Regions from separate parts of the Mus musculus genome. Here region 2 is linked to region 1. A link is a contact called in public HiChIP or PLAC-seq data. All regions are on one chromosome and are shown on one strand. Each heading gives the region's core, a stretch centred on a gene start, on an enhancer-like site or on the middle of the called end of the contact. The rest is flanking DNA. Distances are from core to core; before and after follow the strand shown.

The links. HiChIP or PLAC-seq counts read pairs in DNA pulled down with a chosen protein or histone mark.
Region 2: an H3K27ac HiChIP or PLAC-seq map of T-cell acute lymphoblastic leukemia shows a contact between it and region 1, with 4 times the contacts expected there. The contact joins two enhancer-like sites. A contact is called at or near these places in 1 of 484 Hi-C or Micro-C datasets (B cells) and 2 of 115 datasets of contacts at active chromatin or transcription factors (T-cell acute lymphoblastic leukemia and double positive thymocytes).

What each region holds. Positions count from the first base shown.
Region 1 is chr5:118,374,784-118,380,657 of GRCm38.p6, reverse strand. Gm30604 (a long non-coding RNA gene) reads left to right here. Exons shown (of 6, transcript XR_878721.1): 1 at 1-29; 2 at 675-761; 3 at 2,893-3,061; 4 at 4,121-4,236. Among named protein-coding and RNA genes, the nearest start is that of Gm30604, 3.2 kb to the left of the region's middle. Within about 2 kb of position 3,142, at least 74 of the 459 cell types and tissues checked have an H3K27ac peak or open chromatin away from gene starts, as enhancers often do. A contact at or near this core is called in T-cell acute lymphoblastic leukemia, where this site is marked.
Region 2 is chr5:120,123,145-120,129,018 of GRCm38.p6, reverse strand. It overlaps Rbm19 (RNA binding motif protein 19), which reads right to left. Exons shown (of 24, transcript NM_028762.1): 6 at 5,870-5,874; 7 at 4,788-4,868; 8 at 4,247-4,325; 9 at 2,774-2,845; 10 at 1,854-2,054; 11 at 705-835. Gm10390 (predicted gene 10390) reads left to right here. Exons shown (of 3, transcript NR_045793.1): 2 at 3,316-3,829; 3 at 4,634-5,874. Among named protein-coding and RNA genes, the nearest start is that of Rbm19, 9.6 kb to the right of the region's middle. Within about 2 kb of position 3,543, at least 34 of the 459 cell types and tissues checked have an H3K27ac peak or open chromatin away from gene starts, as enhancers often do. A contact at or near this core is called in T-cell acute lymphoblastic leukemia, where this site is marked.

The DNA.
Region 1 (5,874 bases), core at 1,893-4,392:
TATTTATTGCGTGACAGAGGCTAACGCAGGTAGAGGACAAGGGGTTTCTGTCCTGGATGTCACCTTGTTGGTTGGTTTTTGTTTTTGTTCTTGTTTTAAGTGGGTGGGCGGGGCCACGGTTCCTCTTCCAGCCACTTCTGCAAGCTCAGCTTCTCAGGCCACCTTCTCCAGCACTCGACTGCTGGAGTCACCCTGGTGCCACCCTGAGGACAAACCTCTGCCCAGTAGAAGCTCTACGGGTCTAAGAATCAGGCCAGACTGGGGTTTCCAGTTCTGTCTGCTGTTGAGTCCTTTCCTACCCTGGGAGTTCTATGCCGTGGGCAATACTGATGTCAGGGACAAAACTGATGTCATGGACAACGTGAGGAGCTGTGAGGGGCCATCAGTGGTGCAGACTGGGATCCATGGCCCTTATCAGAAGTCCCCAGCCTCTGATTTCTGAGACGCTGTAGCATGGAGACTGTTTCTCTTCCTGGTGACATTTTGCCCTCTTACACACTGAAAAGATAAGACAACCCTTTGCTTTCCTTATGTTTCTATCTCTTTTCAGGCTCCTCCCCCGCCCAAGATTTTTTTTTCCTTTTAGTGTGCATGTGTATGTGTGTGTGTGTGGGGGGGGGGGCACAGCATGTATATGGAGATTACAGAACTCTGTGTGGTTCTCTCGAATTCAGGTTGTCAGATTGGCAGCAAGCCCCTTTAACCGGCTGAGACTTCTCACTGGGCCCACTTTCCCATCTTGGAGTGTGCCCTATAAGCAGGTGAGGGCAACTCTTTCTTGTGACGTGGGATTTCTACCTCATCCCCATCCCCTACCCCTCCACCACCACTCAGAGAAAGGCAGGAAATAACTGCTAAACTGGCTGGGCCATCTTGGTCTGGCTGGCACAGTCCGGGATCTCCCTGATCTAAAAATGTGTTGTGTAAACTGGGAAGTGAAGCTGTCAGTTCTGGTCATTCTCCAAGGTCTCGAGGTCTCGCCAGACCGGCTCTGACTCTAATTTATTCCCGTAGCGCACCTGGATCAGGTGGACGACGGGCATTGGAGGAGGCCGGCCAATCCTCGAGCATGTGGTCCACTGGTCTTCACCACACCTTGTATTGTGTTAGCTTACTGACTCCGCTGGTATGAGAACTCCAAAAAGGGAGGCACACGTTTGATGGCAGGCACTTCTGTGTCCCCAGCGTCCCCAGCCTCCACTTGGCATATCCTAAGTGCTCGGTAAATATTTGTGGCTTTCACGGATGGCTGAATGAATAGCATAAGAGTTAAACTCATTACCGGGGCAACCTCTGCCGAGCAGAGCGCAGCCCTGGAGAGGGGATGTTTACAGGCATTTCACCCCACGGCATCCTCACAGAAATAGCTCCTGCTCCCCCCACCCGCCCTTGCCCGGTGCTACAAATGTTCTGTGTGCTCAGGGCATAAAAACCGGTAACGGGCTGAACGTATACGTCTGTCTGGTAATTCCTGCTTAGCTTCCAATCAGCACCCTGGGCATAAATCCCAGTCTCTGTCAATGCCTCTTGCTCATAATCCCTACCCCACCTAGGCCGTGGGCACCTTCCTGTGCACAGGTAGCTGTGTCTTATTGGAATCTCATGTTTGTTGGTAGCCCAGGATAACCCCAAGCTCCTGCCTGCCACAACTTCCACCTGTGTTGTAAGTATGTGACACAGAGCCAAGCCAAGTCCCATCATGGGGCCAAGTTGTCCCAGTATGCCCAGCTGTAGTAACCACCTCCCTCGTCTTGCCTTCTTCTCAATACTGGATTTGAACTCAGGACCTTACATATACTGAGCAAATAAATACCTTACCCAAGTCATATACCAGCCCTCTTTTTACATCTTATTTGAGACAGGCCTGGCCTATCAAGATCCTTATACCTGGATCTCCAAAATGCCCCAAAGCACAGATTTCCTTAAAACAGGTTCTTGTTTTGTTTTGTTTTTTGTCTACCCATCCATTCAGACACCACCAATGCCAATTATATTTTATGAACACTATGTATGGGAATACAACATGGAATTCCATCAAAGCACCTAGGTCAGGGGGAAACGTTCTAACTTCAGATTTTAAAATCTTAGTTTTCTTTTATGTGTGTGGGTGTCTTGCCCGCATGTATGTTTGTGCACCTTATGTGTGCCTGGTGCCCAAGAAGGCCAGAAGAGGGGTGTCATATCCCCCGGAAGTGGAGTTACAAAGAGTTGTAAGCCACCATGTAGAGGCTGGGAATCAAAATGTGGTCCTCGGGAAGAGCAAGCAGCAAGTGCTCTTAGCTGCGAGCCATCTCTCCAGCCCCTTAAGTTTAGATGTTTGTTTTTTAAAAGTGAACCGGGATGGGGAAGATGTCTCAGCAGGTCCTTGCCGACAATGTTGATGAGATGAGTTCCTCCATGGGCCCACATATTAGAAGATGAGAACTAACTCCTGTGCTGTGTCCCCTGACCTCCACAACCTGCAGGCTGGCACACTTCCAAACCAATGACAGACAAATAAGCAAATCTTTAAGACAAAAGTGGAACATTGATTAACTTGGGGTGTAACTCGGTTGGTAGAGTATTGGTCTCCCACATGCAAAGCCATGGATTCAATCCCCAGTACATATAAACCACGTGTGGTAGTGAGAGCCTGTAATCTCAGAGCCGAAGCAAGGATCGCCTCTTATCACCTGCAGCTACACTGCAAGTTCGAGACCAGGGTGGGTTGGGACGAGACAGCGAGGCTGCAGAGCGTATCTAAGTATTTAAGCCTCGTAGGAGGAATTCCTCTCTATCACAGTAGTTACATCGGCAGCTACGGTGGAAGCATAGAGCCTCATCCCCAACCCGGTCTAAGCCTCCACTGTCACGCATCACTAACTGACTAATAAACCTTACTCCTTGGCCAAGTCTGCATCCTGCCAGTACCAGCTTCCCCACATGAAAGAGAAGCAAGAGACAGCACTTTGGGACCCTGGGGGAACAGCCTACGTCTGCTGCTGCACATCAACCGTTGAGCTCTGAGAGGGGCTGCCAGACAATGGGAAATGAAACATTTGAGTGGTTTGGGAAATATTAGGTAAGAAAACCCCCTCCCCCGGGTATTCTGTGCAGCAGCTGTGACAGGGAAGGAGGGGGCTTTCGGGTTTCAGTGTTCCTGAGCAGACCAATGGCTGCTAGAATGTTCTTTCCGGGAAGACATGGCCTCACACACGAAGCTGGCTGGGAACCCAAATGATTGCTTAAGAGTTCTGAACCACCATTCCCCCAATCCTTCTGTCATATGCACACACACACTCATCCATCCACACACACACACACACACACACACACACACACAGACACACACATACACTTTCCCTACACACTTATATAGTCACCCCACACATTTACACACTTACACACAGTCACATACACATATACTTATCCCACACACTTAGACACACATTCATACAGTCTCATACACACACTCACAAACATACACACTCACCACACACACTTACAGTCACACACATTCACCCTCCCTATCCTACACACTTATTCAGTCACCCCACACACTTAACTTACACTGTGTGTAAGTGTTTGCACACAGTCATATATACTCACACTTACCTCAAACACTTACACACAGTCACATATACTCACACACATATAGTTACCCCACATATTTAACACACACACTTACACATAGTCACATACACACATTCACAAACATACACACTCACCACACTTACACACAGTCTCACACACACACATACATTCACTTATACACAATCACACGTAGTCACATACACACACTTATATACAATCACACGTAGTCACATACACACACTCAAACACACACACACACACACTTGTACAGGTTTTCTATGGCCTTGCCAAGCTGGTGACATATATGACCTTGGCTCTGACCCAGTGTTCATAGTAGGAGTTTTGCCATCTCCCTTGAATCTAACGGTAAACTCCAACATGGTGTCACTGCTTGCAATGCCCCTGGTATTTCTGGTTAGCATGTGGCTTCCTTCCACTTTCTCCATTCCTGTTTGTAACAGACATTTGTCTGTCACACTCTTCCTCTTTTGTACAATAAAGTGAGACTGACACTAACCACTCCTTGTTTTGTTTACCTTAAAACTAGCAAGTGGCCCAGCGGAGAGGAACAGAGACGAGCTGACCCCTGGAGGTGGCTGGCCGGCCAGCCTCAATGAAACCTCAAACTCAGATTCAATGAGAGACTGAGTTTCTAAACACAAGGTAAAATGTGATAGACAACGATACCCCAACATCAATCTCTGACCCACCCCCAGCGTATGTGTATAGACGCGCACATACACACATGTGCACACATACCCATACACACATGTGCACATACACAGACACACCCCAACTGAGAAAATGCCTAGAAGCTCTCATAACCAACACCCCCTCAGGGCTCCGCTTTTTAGATTTGTTAAAGGGATGATGTACAGATTTTCAGAGAAACCTGGTGGATGGGGAAACAGGAAGTTACAAAGGTTAAGGGACCTGTGTATTAGTCACGAGGTTTCAGTTGCAAAAGGACCCAATCCTGGCATAAAAGCACCGCCCCCACCTCCCAGCCCCCACCAGATACAAAATGGTTGGGACTGTCTCCATCAGAAGGGAGGGTCGGAAGAGCTTCCGTCATGGCTGGATCCAGGTCCTCAGTGAAAAAGTCTAGAACACATCCCCTCTGCATCTGTTTGGTTTGGATTTGCTTTGTTCTGGTTTCCTGTTTAGATAGAAACTCTACCTGTTGAACACATTGCCTCACGGGGCACATCTCTCTTTCTCCTGGTGCTCACTGCAAAAGTCCAGGGGCTGGGGCCAGAGGGCTCTGATAGGCTCTGACCGGGGTGGGGGGAATGAACGAGGTCCTGGGCCTTTAGCTGCAGCCAAAGTCTAGACAAACCACACAGACAGGGTGAGACTCCCCCTCCCTCCCAAAGATTGGTGTGTTCCCCCAGAAGGGGAGGGAACAAATACTAAAGTACGGGGAGACAAGAAGATCTGTAGCTGGTAGGCCAGGGAGGAGGAGGCCAGTGACCCCCAGGTTATTTGGGGACGTTCAGAATTTCTTTTGTCTGTGCAGACACTTAGACAGAAGCAGAGAACTCTCTAGGATAAGTCTGAAAACGGGGAGCTGTTTTTTCTGGAGCTCACCACCACACAGTAAGGGTCCCCAGTGAATGTGAGACTACTAGCCTCCTCCTGCCAGCCTCCTGCCCTCTGCCTAGGAAAACTGTGCAGGGGTTGCAGGTCCCTGAGTGGGGATTGCACCCACTCTGCTCTCCCTGCTGCATCACCCTAAGACCCACATCTTCCTCAGTGGGGCAGCACCTGGAGCAAAGCCAGAGGAGACCTCTGCATCTTGCCTGGCTCTGTAGCTACTGCCTGGAGCTGAGGCTCAGCCTGGAGCTAGGATCCAAGCAGCCAGAGCCTGCTTTCCAGTCCCACTCAGTGCCTCCTTCAGACTGGCCGGAAGTCACATGCTTCCTCCACTCAGAAGTGTTTACAAACAGCATACCTGCATACCTGCATACCTGCCCTGGCTTCTTGCTCCAAAGACTGCTCTCTGCCATGCCCAGTGTAGCTGGTTATTAGGGCCCACCCCGTTGTGAGTCCCCAGTGCTCCAGGAAGCTTGCTGCCTACACACTAGACACCAGTTGTTATTATCTGCATTGTGTACAGACAGACAGACAGAGACAGAGAGAGTGAGAAAGAGAAGACATGACAGACACACACACACACACACACACACACACACACACACACAGAGAGGGGGGGGGGGCGGGCAGGCAGGCAGGCCCAGGGCTAAATGAATTTGGCTGAGCACTTTGCTAGGCTATCTGATCAGGTAAATAAACTGGACG
Region 2 (5,874 bases), core at 2,294-4,793, 1.7 Mb before region 1:
GGCCGTGCCCTGTGGTGGAGTGGACGTGGGACATACAACCCTATAGGAAATGTTGCATTTTTTTTTCCTTTCTTTTTTATTTTTTGTCTTTTGAGACAAAAACCCTGATTGGCCTGGAACTCCATTTGTACACCAATCTGGCTTTGAACTCCCAGAAATCTACCTGCTTCTGCTTCTTGAGTGCTGTGGGCCCACTCAGGAAGTGCTCTAATTGCTGAACCACCTCTCCAGCGCTGGAACCTGCTTACAGTCCCCACAGCCCCACAAACCCCACATCCTGTCCTTTTCCGTCCCTCTGGTGAAAGACCAGGAGGTTTACAAAGGTGGACGCAGTTCTAGCCTGATAACAATGACATCTATAAACCACAAAACAAATAAGCCCCATAGGCAGCCTGAGGCTCAGGCAGGCATGCTGTGCCCACCGCCTGCAGCCATAGGCAAACGGCCTGAGTGCTTGGGCACACCATGGCTACCAGGCTTGCAGCTTCATCTTTTGCCAAGAAACCATTCTGGGAGGCAAAAAGCACAGTTTCATTCAACAAATGTTCTGTAAGGATCCAGCGTGTGGCAGGTTACCATTAACAAACAGCAAACTGCAAGGTTAGAGATCCCACCCTCTAAAAGCTTTCATCACGTGACAGCACAGCAGACCACCATGGGCTTTCAGGCCTGAAATGCACAGGCAGACACCTAAGCTCGCGTACCTGGAATACCTGCCCGTCCACCTCAGCATAGGCCTTCACGGCGTGCTCAGGGAACATGAAGGTGACGAAGGCAAAGCCCTTCGGCTTCTTGGTCAGGCTGTCAATGGGGTAGTGGAGCTCTGACAGGGGACCTGGAGATGGGAGAAGTATCAGCCAGTTGTGGGCCAGAGCACTGGGCAACAGAAGTGCAGGACCCTGGCCAGGCAACGGAGCAGCCCAGACTGCTAGGTCCCTCAGGAGAACACGGTGAGAGCCAACCAGCTTACCAGCCCAGGGCTAAAGGCATCTGTGAGCCAATCCTCAGAGGAGAGGTATGGGCTGTACACTCGCTCTGCTACCTCCCCTACGTGTGGCCTTCCCTTGGGACATGTCACTAATCAACACAGGCCGGTGTCCTCACCTACAAAGTGACACAAGATCCCTAGCTCACAGGACAGGTGTGGGGTGGGCTGTACTAACACACGAGGAGTGCAGCCAACAGTGCCCCCTACAGGCGGTGCGGTGGAAGTGCCGCAACATCACCATACAAACGAGGCAGTGCTTGCCACTCTGAACATAGGCCAGGATCGTGTTCCTCCCAAATGGACACTCACAGTCTAGGCAAACCCTCTCCTGTCTGCTCTGGCCTCGTTAGCCAGGAGGCAGGAGGGTCTGCCTGGCACAACAGTGGTGGGCATACTGGGTGGTTTCGGCCCAGGGGAACTATTCTCACTGTTGCTGCTGTTGTAGTTTCTGAGGCTGAAAACTCACTGGCCTGTAGGTCACAAGGCTGCGTTTTTACCTGTGGGGTCAGGATTATCACACAAAAGGCAGCAAGGCTCTACATAGGGCTGGGGTCCAGGCACTTGCCGCATGCCTGCAGTAACTACTGTGCCTCTTCTAAGGACAACCTGGGTGTGGAGGCTTAGGGACAGGACGGGCCCCTGGAGCCTCCTTCCCTGACCTGCCTCTGTGCCTCCACACAGTGTCTAGGAAGGATGGGACAGCAGTGTGGACAACCCGAGGGAGACACCACTCTCTCCTCTGCTTTATATTCTAAGGGGGTGCTGTGAGCCCCTCAGCAGTAGAGCGCTTTGTCCTGTTTCTCCAGCGGAGCCACTAGACGAGGGACACAGCTGTCACCCAGCACCAGGAGGAGGTTGCACCCACCGTAGGCCGAGAAAAGCTTCTCCAGGTCCTCCTCAGAGCTGGTGTAGGACAGGTTCCGTACGAAGAGCCTCCCAGAGTCGGCCAGGTCTTCCTCCTCCTCATTCTCCCCGAGCGTTCGGCCTTGCCAGGGCGTGGTGCTCTTTGGGGGACCACGGGCGGTGGGAGCCTGCTTTTCCCTGAACACCTCGATATAGCGTCCACCTGCATGAAGACAGGGGTCAGGGCTGCTGTGTGCCTCCCGAGGTCCCCTCAGCCTCTGCTCTGCTGCTGCTCAGAGCCTGCTGCCCCTATGTGTGATCATGTCTGCGGCGCACAGTGTCCCAGGCTACAGCTGGACCCACTGGGACTTCACTCGCCTTGGCAGTGCAGCCAAGGCCCTGAGGAGCTTGAGAGACATCCCAGACCATAGTAGTCGGCACCTGGGTTCTGCAGTCTCCCCACAATCCCTGTGGCCGATCTGGAACGGTGGCACATGACAACCCACCTTGGGGCATTGATAGAGTGAACCGTTGCATGCCCCGCTCTTCCTCGGTGCCCCACCCCACTTCAGCCAGCACTCGCTCCCCTCATCAGTGCTCCACTGGTACCCACCACCTGACCACTGACAGAACTCCCCTCCTTCCTCAGTACTACTTTTCTCAGTCAGTGGCCCACACCCACCTCTGAGTCAAGTCGGCCAGTGTCATGGGCTGCTCCAGGAGGGCAGAGCACAGGGCAACACAGCGTCTCCTGCTCTACCCATCACTCAGATCATTGGCATCATCTGCCTACACTGCCCATGACTGTCTGTGTTCGCTCTGTGGCTGCTCCAGGGGGAGGGACTGTGGACTCCCTGCTGGATCCCCAGGGCCCTAAACTATCTCAGCACCGACATGTGTCAGCATAGGGATGGTAGTCACTGACGGCTGATACTCCCTTACCCATGTAGTCACGGTTGCACTTCAGAGCCTTCTTTACTTCTTCTTCACTGCTGAGGTCCACGAAGACATACCCTGAGTGACGACAGGGATAAGAAGGATCATAGGCTGTCAACCTCCAGGACACTCACACACACACACCCTACACCCCAACAGCTTCAGACCAGCGGGCCATGTGGGTGCAGATGTGGACCCCAGGAGCAAGCAGCAGGCCTTCCTGCCTGTCCCAACCCCACCCTGTTCCTGAACACTCTCTAGAGAAGGGGTGCAGGCTACATTGTGACTCAGTTCAGGATAGTCAGGGCCATCGTCAGGACCTCTGTCCCTGAAGCTCGGATCCAGGCCTGGAATCCTTCCTGAGAGGGAGCCTGACCCTATGAGACAGCAGAGCAGGGCTGTCCCTTCCCTAGGATACTTAAAGTCACATGTCCCAGGTCACAAGGCTGTCTGATGGCAATGCCACAATGTGTCCCAAAGCCCAAGGGTTTTTCACAAGCAAGATGAGGCTGTTCTTTCTGTCCAGCCCGCTCTTCTCTCCTCTGCAGGGACACCACCTACACATAAAGTACTTCACCTGCTCCATGCGCCAGGAGCCTCCCAGGGGCAGGCCAGCTGAGGGACCGCTCTTGATCGGATCTGGCCTCCCCAGCCACCCTCCCCCATGGATCTGCTCTAGGCTGGAAGTACACTGGCTGAAGTCCCGCATGGCTGAGCCCACTTCTCCAGCTTGTTCAAAGCCCTGCTTGTGCCCTTTGGAGCCAGCGCCATGTGTTTTCCAGCTGCAGGCCCAGCTGGCTCTCTTCCTGCCCAGTCTCTAACATGTCGTAACCAGGGCACCACCCTTAGCAGCAGATGAATGCCGCCACAGTTCCCACAGAGTGGGCAAGGCAGCTCTGAGGGTCAGCTCCTCGGCTCCTCACTGCTAGGGGACAGGCCCACCCCAGAGTGTGCAGGTACCGAGGCTGATCCTGTCCACACGTGTCTGAGGTGACAAAGCCCCTAAGCAGCTAAGCTGGGATGAAGCCCCACTACTCCACACTGCCCTCTTCAAGATTCAAGGTGAGGAGAGCCGGCTTGGTACAGGATGTGGTAAAGTCAAGAGGGGTGCTAGGGGGAAACAAGCCCCAGGATGGAGACTGGGCTGCTCTTGATGCACAGGCGCTCTCTTCCCCCAGATGCTTTACCCAGGCAGCCTCTTCCTGCCAAGGAGCCCTCACAGCCTGTAGGCTGCGGGTCCCCTGCAGCCACAGTGCCTTGGTGTGGCTCTGTAAAACGCAGCTACGCTCCTGCTGCATCTCTGACAGTCTTCTGGCCTCCCCCAGCTCCAACGCTGGCTCATCACCAGACTCTCTGCCTTATGACAGCCAAATCAAGTGCTCTGTGGCCGGGAGACCCTTGTTGACCAGGAGGCCCTGGCTGACCAGGAGGCCCATGGTCGGCAGCCCCAGCACCGCCAGGGTAGTCTTTCTGTCTCACCTGTCTTGTTCCCGTGAGCATTTCTCACTATTCGGATGGCCACTGGCTTCAGAGGAGCTAGGAATTCAATGACGTTTTTCTGGAATGAAAAAAAATGTCTTCCCTTCTATCTTTTTCTTTTTTAAAAACGAGTTTAATATTTCGTTAGACCTGTGAAAATTCCCTCAGCATTTTCTCTTAGAACGTAAAGCACTGGACAGCGACGCCAGGGATGCAGCTCAGCAGCAGAGCGCTTGCCGAAGTAAGTGCCTGCCGACTGGTCTCGCGCTACCTGTTAAGTCAGCAATACAGCACATACCTGGGGCTTGAACTCAGGTCCCCAGTCTTGCACAGCAAGCACTCTGCCCACAGAGCTATCCAGTCCCATGCCCCCTCCCTTTTTAACAGCGAGCCTCCAGCCTGGCACCCATGGGAGGCAACGGAAGCACTCCTCACACTGCCACTGGTCTCCTTCCCGTGTCTGCAGCCCCGAGCCCAGCTCCTTCCAGCTCCTGACTTCATCTGATCCTGGCCTGCCCACCCTCCCTTTCCGGATTCATACCTCAGTGACATTGAACGGGGCTCCCCGGAGCTTCACGGTGTAGGGGGTAGTGGGTTCCTTCTGGCTGACTGGCTTCTCTACCTGAGGAATCACAAAGATGGTGAGTACCTGACGCTCACGTGGCAGGTGGTGGTGGCTGGGACACCCTGGAGCTGGAAGGGGCACCAGCTGCCGGGGGAGCTGGAGAATGCCAGGAGAATCCCTGTCTGCTGTGAGCTGAGCCTGGACAGAGCTGGAGGAGGCAGCTGCATGCGAAACCTGGTGAGACACCAGCCCTGGCCCCAGGAAGGAACCTAGAGGTACCACTGAGGCAGGCCTTGTCCAGTGTCCAGCTGAGAGTACAATTCCACAAAGATGCTGGGATCAGGATCTGCTATTCTGGAGTACCAACAACTTCCAAGGGCCTCTGCCCTTGATTTCTCCTTTGAAGCCCAAACCTGTCCTGACTAGAATTCTTTCCCTGGCAAAGTCTGTTCTGGACTGCTGTGTACCCCAGCTTCGTTCAGCACAGGAACCCCAAGGGCTGTGGTCCCACCCGAGTCTCTAAGTGTCTTGTCTCTGCAGCAGAGAGGACCTCCTGGTGGGAGAGAGGGACCATCAAGGTCTCAGCTATCTGTGCAATCTGAGCTTCAGGCTCCGAGCCTTGGCCCCACCACTTCCCAGCCGTCACCGTGGGTGAAGCTGCCTCACCTGCTTCCTCACCTGTGCAGAGGACTGTAACGTCAATCATTGACTTGTGAGGGATATTACCCAGCATGCAGCTCGTCCATCCATCCATCCATCCATCCATCCATCCATCTATCCATCTATCTATATATCTATCTTGCTGCTAAGTATAAGGCAGGACCCGCCCAGTTCATTGATAACCCACGACTCCAGCAGCAGACGGCTTCCCGGGGCCCACAGGGACCTATGGTGTGAGGACACCTATGGGCAAGTAAGTGGCCTTCCCTTCCAGGCAATCCTCTAGGCAAGGGGCTACAGGGACACTATGTAACCCAAGCCCAGTGTATCCTCAGCCCTCACAGACACAGTCACACAGAGGTACAGACACAGATAGATAGACAGGCAGACAGACAGACCTTGC